3 separate regions of the Anas platyrhynchos genome follow, and all the other regions are linked to region 2. Evidence: chromatin contacts called from public Hi-C data. All regions are on one chromosome and are shown on one strand. The core of a region is the stretch at or near the end of the contact, and the rest is flanking DNA. Distances in the headings are between cores, read along the strand shown.

Region 1 (2,700 bases), core at 150-2,649, 190 kb before region 2:
TGCAAGCTCCTGATATTTAGGCAAGTAAGGATTCCAGAGACATTTGAGCCAAAAAATGTGCAAATGGCTTCTCTTTGGCAACAATGCTGTTACTGCAGTCATCACTTGTGTCTGCATGAAAATGTTTCTGTGTAAAAGAAAGTCCCTTTGAAATATGAATTCACTTTCTCTGAAGTATGCCTATCTCCTGATATTGATGTCATGCTTCAAAATCTATCTGGCTTATTCAGAAATGACAAAAAATAGAAGGAATGGAAGGTCTGTTTGCTGTTTATGGTTTGATTATCACAATGCTACAGAATTTGTCAATGCCATTCTGTAGAAACCTGTGTCAGTAATATGAAGTGGCTAGACTTTTTACCTCATCCTGATGTTCTGAAAAACAACATAAAAAAAGTGGCATTCAACACTCTGTATGTTATAAACTTACTTTGTATATACTGACAAAAGATCCCAGAAAAGCTCCAAGCTGGAAATTTTCCTTGTTGTAGAAGAGTGAAAGTAGCCGGGATGGCTCTGTAAACAGATGCCGGAAGGTGGATGGGATCCGAAGGCAACACTGGATCAGGTAACCAATGCTAAACATCCTAATGAAGCCCTAAAGAAAACAGGAAGAAACCACAAATTCAGAAGAAGGAAAATAAAAAATGTCTACAGAAGTACTTACTGACATTGAGCAGTTTAAAACCCCTTCTGCATATATTATAGAAAATGCATTTCCATCTTCAAACTTTTTTTTCCTGTCCAGATTCCCCAGTAAAACAGCAAAAGCAATAAAATCGTAAACAATTGACTCTCCTTTAGTTTGTATGAATATCTCATAGGCCTCAAAGGACAAACTCTATTTGTCTTTTGCTCCAAAATTCTGTCCTCTGAAAGAATCCTGATGTCTTCCAGGTTACTGACCAGCTTTTAACCACAAATGGGTACAGAGGAAAGTAATGTGGTAGGACAAAAAAAAAAAAAAAAAAGCACTTTTACACTCAAATGTCTGGATAAAGCACTAAAGCAGTAAAAAGTCCACACAAAATAAATTTCAGAAAGTGGGAGAATTAGAAATTGACCCTGATGGCTTGGCACATGCTCATGTACTTTTCCCTCAACCAAACTGGAGGCTTCAGGAAGTGTATAGCAAGATAAAGTACAGACCCAAAGGGGACATTTTGTCCAGAAATATTGAAAAAGGATAATGTGGGTTCAAATGATTGTTTCTTCCTCTTCCCCCTTAGATATGGATCTGCTATTTTTTATCTCATCACAAAACTACACTGGCTGTTTCTTTCCAAATCCTCTTCCCCAGTTTCTTGTAATTTCCTCCAAAGCTTCCTATCATCATTCTTACCCTGTGGCTGAACTTCTCAGAGAATTCTGAATAAAATCTATCCATTGTTTGGATGGATGATACCTCATCTGAAAACTATCCAAATGCTGTGCACTCATTGTTGGCAAATAAGGCAGGACCCAACACTCGTGATTTCTCCAGCCCATTTTTCAGAGCGTACTCAGGGACACTCAGATAATTGTAGAGACAGTGGTAACTGTCAGAGGCCTCAATTGAGCAACCTTTCCAACTCAGAAACTCCAAACATTTTTCCCTCCTGTAGAACTTTCTAATGCATCTTAAAGCTCATAAAACTATTCTGGTTAAACATCCAGTAATAAACTTCTTGAAACAATTACTCTCCCTGACAACACTCATTGAGTGTTTATAGGAATCAAGTGGAAGAAACTATTTTGTGTCATCTGGTGATCATATCATACAATAATAGAATGGTTTGGCTTGGAAGAGACCTTAAAGACCCCCTGGTCCCACCCCCCTGAAGGGGCACTTCCCACCAGACCAGGTTGCTCAAAGCCCCATCCAGCCTGGCCCTGAATACTTCCAAGGATGGGGCATCCACAGCTTCTCTGGGTCCCAGTACCTCACCACCCTCTGAGTGAAACACCTATGATCCAACAGCTATGCATGAAAATTTTCCACTTCTTCTTCTACTACTTTTAAAGGTATGTAAATTGTACTTACTGAACAGCTACTGACCCAGTGTTTTGTGATCGTGTAATGAAAATGCTGACTGAAAGGTATGTATGGTAGGCAGAGTTCTAAGTGCACTGTGTATTTTGTGTAGTTAAAATGTCAAAGTTAAGATGAACATAAATCCGCACCTGAAATGAACACGTAATCTAGCATGAAGTACACAGCCCTCATCTTGAGAAAAAAAAAAAAAAATAAAAGAGATGATCACAGTACCAGGTACCATTATATAAAAAGAAAGTCCTAAAAATACCAGTTATGACCAAAGCCCAATGAGAACAAACAACAATAAGGTACACTTGATTTTTTTCCTGGCTGTAGAAAAGACCATTCAGATGGGATGAGGAACACCACATTAGGACACACTTCAGTTCCAGCTGGCAAAGAATCAAATATATAACCGCCATTTTATTTTTATGAGTTGCAAACTTAGAAGTGCTGAACTGCAGGATTAAGGCTTAGTTTTGATGCACAGCAAGCAGCAGTAAGTAGTGCACAAAGTCTTTCCATTTAGCTCATTAAATCGACCAGGTGAATGCATATCACATATTTATAGGTGCTTTTCAAAGTCACAAAAAGTATTACATTTTAGATCATATAATCAGTGCATGATATTGTTACTTTTATCTTCCAAAAAGACTTCAAATAATAAACAGTAAAGTGTATGT
Region 2 (2,700 bases), core at 88-2,587:
TTTAAAAAGTTAAGATAATATGACTTGTCTGCCTCGCGAGGATTTTGTAAGACTGCAGTCATTGTTTATCAGAACTGGTTATAAACTATCACGGTGATGAGAGCTTTGTAAATACCTGTGCTCATGAAACCTTGGTTAAAACACCTCATGCTAGAAGGAGACCACTCATTGCAGCACGGCCACACACATATGGATGCACGGCTCTTGGCAATGGCCGTGCTCGGGACACCCACATATGTCACACACTGTACACACACACACACAGCCAAGCCAGAGGTCATTTAACCGGGGCTTTACAAACATTTTCAAAGCGCTTTACAAACAATTTCATTAATAGATGACATATTTTTGCTAAAGGCACAACCAGCCCAACCCGATTTTATTACAGGTGTAAACAACGCTGAGTTGAAGTGTGAGCCTCATGTGTCTGCTCTTAATCCCGGGGACACCCTACAGCTCTGCTCAATTTCCCTTCAAAATTCATGAACCATACATCTGTACTTAGGAGAGGTAGACAAACCCTACACCCATATGTGTTTAGGAGAGGTATATAAATCCTACATCCGTATGTGTTTAGGAGAGGTTCACAAACCCTACATCCATACATGCTTAGGAGAGACACACAAACCCTACATCCTTGTGTGTTTAGGAGAGGTGCTCAAACTCTACATCCTTATATATTTAGGAGAGGCACACAAACTCTACATCTGTGTTTAGGAGAGATATACCAACACCACGAAGTGCTTGGAAAGGCACCCTAGGTTTCTCTCTCCCCTTGAAGGTCCACCACCACCCAGGTGTGACCAGATTTACGGGTGGAGGAGGTGTTGGGAGAAAAGGTGGCAGCTTGGAGACCTGCCCTGTGGCCTGGCGAGGGCGAGGAAGGAGAGGAGGGAGAGGAGGCTGATGGCTCAGCCCAGCCTGCCCCTGGGGAGCCAGGCCTGAGCCTGGGCACCTCGGGGTGCCCCTCTCAGGCCCTGCCGCTGCCCTCCACCGGTGTGGGGACATCGGGGACCCATCCCCGGGTCACCGAGCCCGGGGGGAGGCATGGCAGGGCCGCTCGCTGCTCACAGCGGGGTCGCCGCGCATGAAGGAGGGGGAAAACTCCTGAGGCTCCGCAGGGCCGAGGGGCTCCGGGGTGGCTCCGGGGGGGGCTCCGCAGGGCACCCAGCGGGGCTCTCCCCCCGGGCCGGGGCTGTGGCTGTGCCCGCCCCGGGAGGCTGGGAGGAGGCCGGGGCTCGGGGAGGCGCCGTCCCCTCCCCTGGGCAGTTTCTCGGCGCGGCGGTTTAAGAGCAGAGCCGCCCCCGGCCCCTCCCCGTTGGAGCCGGCCCGGGCGGCACGGCGCGGCCGGGGCCGGAGCCGGGGCCGGGGGCAGGTGGGGGGCCGGGGGGGGGGGGGTGGGTCTCGGCCATGGCACGGTGCTGTGGTGGCGGTGGTGGCAGGGGGGCGGCCGGGCGGCTGCTGGCCCTGCTGCTGGCCCTGCAGCTCGGCGGGACGCGGGGCTTCGGCGACGAGGAGGAGCGGCGCTGCGACGCCATCCGCATCGCCATGTGCCAGAACCTGGGCTACAATGTCACCAAGATGCCCAACCTGGTGGGCCACGAGCTGCAGGCGGACGCCGAGCTGCAGCTCACCACCTTCACCCCCCTCATCCAGTACGGCTGCTCCAGCCAGCTCCAGGTGGGTCCCAACCCCTCAAAAAACTCCCAAATCTCTCCCCAAACCCCCTTCTCCAGAACCGGGAGCCGGGCGTTGTGCTGACATTTCCCCCATGTCCCCCGCTGCAAAACCTGGAGGGAGCGGGCTGCAGCACAAGGCAGCGCTGTGTGGGCTTCCTAAGGGGGGAAAAAAAGGGGTCCTGCCGTGCCCAGCCTGCAGGGACACCCCCACGGCAGCAGCCAGCTTGGACCCCGGGTCCCCAAATCCCTGAAGCCCCCCCGGTGTGGCTACAGCCCCCCAAAATCGCCGTGTTTCCAAAGCTGAGCGAGCGGCAGCGTTTTATGGCCGGTGCGAACCCGTCGGTGGCCCGATGGTGAAAGAGAAGCGCGTTCTTCCAGGAGGATCACAAACCCAAGTGATTCAGTAAATGCCTTTCCTTCTGTTTGTTTGCTAGCCGTGATATCCAGGCAGTGCCTTGAACAAAAATATGTATTTGTTTAAACCGCTTTAAAATATACTTTTTTTTTTCTTCTTCTTTCCTAAATTGCACCCTTGAGGTTTACATCTGGCTAAATCCCACTCGCTTTATTGAAAGTGATGGGCTAAATTTGCATGGGGCTAATCTGGGGAGTGAAACGTTCAGGCTTTGGCTTCGGACCACACTTGAACTGAAAGAAGGCAGCATTTTTAGGGTTTTTTCTCCTAAGTTTTTATTGTTCTTGGTTTATTTGTTTTATGCTGCTTCCTGTTTTTTAAGGCAAGGGACCAAAAATTACTGCTAAAAAGGCAAAAAGGAAAACTTGTTATGTTTTGACCTGTTGAATTTTCTCCTAACACGCTTGTGATTTCTGTTTCTCTCTTCCAGTTCTTCCTTTGTTCAGTCTATGTCCCGATGTGCACAGAGAAGATTAACATCCCTATAGGTCCCTGTGGTGGCATGTGCCTCTCTGTCAAAAGAAGATGTGAACCTGTTTTAAAAGAATTTGGATTTGCCTGGCCGGACAGCCTGAACTGCAGCAAATTCCCACCCCAGAACGATCA
Region 3 (2,700 bases), core at 170-2,669, 140 kb before region 2:
CACTCTGTTAATTTTCAGAGATGCGCCTGACCACCTGCACCTCTTCCACCTTTCTCTGCCTTTTTTTTTTCACCTGTCCCCATCCATACATTCTACAAGATGCAGTGGTATCTAAAGCACAGAGATGTGATTTTAATTTTTTTCCAGGTGTATCTTTCAAGTTGCATTCAACAAAGCAAGCAAGGTTATTCTCCTCCAAAGAACTTACTGGCCACTGTCTTTTCACAGCTTATTACATTAAATATTTCTCAATAAGACAGCCATTGGTGTGAATCAATAAGTGCAAGAGACTTAGGACACCAAATAATCCCTTCCTTTCCCTAAGCAATATTACCCATGTTTTCCAAAATCTGCTTCTACAGATCTGAAAGGACAAACCATCAGCAGCCTCAACGTCTAATCTTTTCACTGCTTCTTGCTTAGGATTTTCCTCACTATCTAAGTGAATTAATCTCTGTTATGGTTTATTATTGTAAGAATAAATGTTTTGTTCTGCTGTCTCTTGTCCTTTCTATCGCAGCCAGGAGAGCCAACTGTTACTCTCTTACTCTTTTCAGCAGTCTTATAAATACTTCAAGACAGTTATTCCAGCCTTTTTTTTTTTTTCTTTTAATTAAACAACCATAATCCATCCTTCTTAATACATTTTGTTTTCTAAACTCCAGATCATGGTCTTGAAGTTTCTCTGACAGTTCCATATTCTTCTTGGAATGTAATAATCAAAGACATGAAAAGCACTGAGAACTTCTTAAATCTTAAGTAGAACAAAAAGACAACTTTATATACTTGACGAGCACTAATCCTGTTTACATATCCTGTAACAGTGCCTCCCTTTACTGCAGGAATGGGACATTGCTGACTTACTCTCACTGGCAGTTTGCAAACAATTACCATTGGATTCTGTTTCAGGGAACTGCTCCCTTATCATTTGATTCTCCACAGCCACCGTGTGCAAGTATATTACTTTGACCTTATCTTTAGTGAACAGCTTCATATTTTTTCAGATCGTATCTCCACTTTGTAACTATCTGAATTCCAAGTCTCTTCTGCAAAGTAACTGAAGTCCCACCAATAGCTTTATCTACATATCATCTATGAGCCTTTCTACAGAGACAAGCGAGGTCTGTTTTCTTTATGAAAGTACCACATCCTGCAAGAATGTTCTATTCACTATACTGATTAAACTCAGGATAAATAAATAAACTGGTCTGTGCAAATCATTTTTTTGATAATTTTACTTTGATTTATCTATCTTTTTGTTGGTGTTTACAAAAAATATTTTGGTATTTTCTTTTGAGAGGTAACTAATGGACCTATACCTACCCAGCCTCATACTTTAATTCCTCTGTTACAACAACATAGACAAAGGAATTAAATGTTCCTGATGATTGCTCAACAGGATATCCGTCACCCCTGGCACGGAGGGACTAATTTTAGAAGAGAAAGTGGTTTGGAATCCATTCAACAACTGTCAGCATAGCATTGTCAGGTCAGGAAGGAATTCACCAAATATTTCTGGGCTCTGGTCAGTTCTCGTTTAACTTCCGGGTTGTCTGCAAAACACTGGTTCATTATCAAGACATAAACAGGAGACAACCGGTTTCCTTCTGAATCATACAACATTTATACCTTTGACCAGCTTTTCGGAGTTTTGGGTTTGTTTAATCAGCATTTACGCAGACGCGTGTCCAACTTCAGCATTCCCAGGAAACTTTTCAGAGGCTGTTATACAACAACAAGATGACTGCAGATACGCGGGTCTTAATGGGTGGCAGGTGAAAGAAGGAATGCTTTTTAGAAACTTTGGAATTAACAGCTTTCCCTTATCCACAGAGTGGTTTTGGCCAATAGCTGAAAATAATTCGTAAGTAATGGAATTACAAAAGAACAAGCTGCAATTTCTCGAGTTTTGCAATCATCAGGGGATCTTATGGCTTGAAGAATCAGCGATGGCTTCATGCCACAGAAAATTCCAAGGCAAAGGGTTGTAGTCAAAGGTTGCTCTAACAAGCAGCTGTCCAACTACAGATAGAGTACAGTAATTTGGGGGAGTCAGGCATTTAGAAAGGAAACACTGAAAAGATAAATAACACGTATCTTGCAAACTGAGAGAAAAAAAGTTGTAAAATTGGTGTTTATCTGATGATAATGAATAAAGGGATAGAGAGGACAACTTGTGAAAAAAGAATGTGAAAGTTGCACTCACATGCACGTCAAACATTTGGTATTATTTAAGACTATAAAACCTCAGTTGCCTATTCTCCTGCATTTTCACCAGAAGAAAAAATGTCATCTTCCATGCACGTGAGAATGTGTATGAAAAGCAGTATTTCAGCAGCTTTCATCCTAGGCAATCTTAGCTCTCCAGGGTCTTAATTATGAGATGAGAGGAGGCTCCTTAAATAATCAGTATAATCTCCTGAAGATTTGAAGTGTTTAACTTAGTATTTGCCTTTTTAGACCAATTATGTTCACAGCTCTGGGTTTTTAATGCCATGGAAGAACTCTATTCGATTTAGAAGCCTCGAGTCCAGAATACACATAAGTTTTCATATAAATACCAAAAATCAAGTAAGCTTTTGAAACACTTTTCAAAATATTTTTTACAGGCATACGAGCAACATACCTGAAAAAGAACATGAACAGAGCAGCTGTGATGCAGAACAACAGCACCTACAAGAAGGAGAAAGAGAGTTATTG

Evidence for each region. Hi-C and Micro-C count contacts between places; a contact is called where the count stands out from the background.
Region 1: a contact with region 2 is called in a Hi-C map of subcutaneous adipose tissue, with 2.3 times the contacts expected there. The contact joins the enhancer-like site here to the promoter of FZD4 in region 2. A contact is called at or near these places in 4 of 8 Hi-C or Micro-C datasets (F1 follicle, F5 follicle, liver and 1 more).
Region 3: a Hi-C map of subcutaneous adipose tissue shows a contact between it and region 2, with 2.1 times the contacts expected there. The contact joins the enhancer-like site here to the promoter of FZD4 in region 2. A contact is called at or near these places in 2 of 8 Hi-C or Micro-C datasets (F5 follicle and subcutaneous adipose tissue).

Annotation. Positions count from the first base shown.
Region 1 is chr1:199,126,727-199,129,426 of IASCAAS_PekinDuck_T2T, forward strand. TMEM135 (transmembrane protein 135) reads right to left here. Exons shown (of 15, transcript XM_038177087.2): 10 at 431-598. Among named protein-coding and RNA genes, the nearest start is that of TMEM135, 170 kb to the right of the region's middle. Within about 2 kb of position 1,400, at least 2 of the 8 cell types and tissues checked have an H3K27ac peak or open chromatin away from gene starts, as enhancers often do. A contact at or near this core is called in subcutaneous adipose tissue, where this site is marked.
Region 2 is chr1:199,312,839-199,315,538 of IASCAAS_PekinDuck_T2T, forward strand. FZD4 (frizzled class receptor 4) reads left to right here and starts at 1,338. Exons shown (of 2, transcript XM_005027767.6): 1 at 1,338-1,680; 2 at 2,525-2,700. The coding sequence starts at 1,411.
Region 3 is chr1:199,176,157-199,178,856 of IASCAAS_PekinDuck_T2T, forward strand. TMEM135 (transmembrane protein 135) reads right to left here. Exons shown (of 15, transcript XM_038177087.2): 6 at 2,627-2,673. Among named protein-coding and RNA genes, the nearest start is that of TMEM135, 120 kb to the right of the region's middle. Within about 2 kb of position 1,420, at least 3 of the 8 cell types and tissues checked have an H3K27ac peak or open chromatin away from gene starts, as enhancers often do. A contact at or near this core is called in subcutaneous adipose tissue, where this site is marked.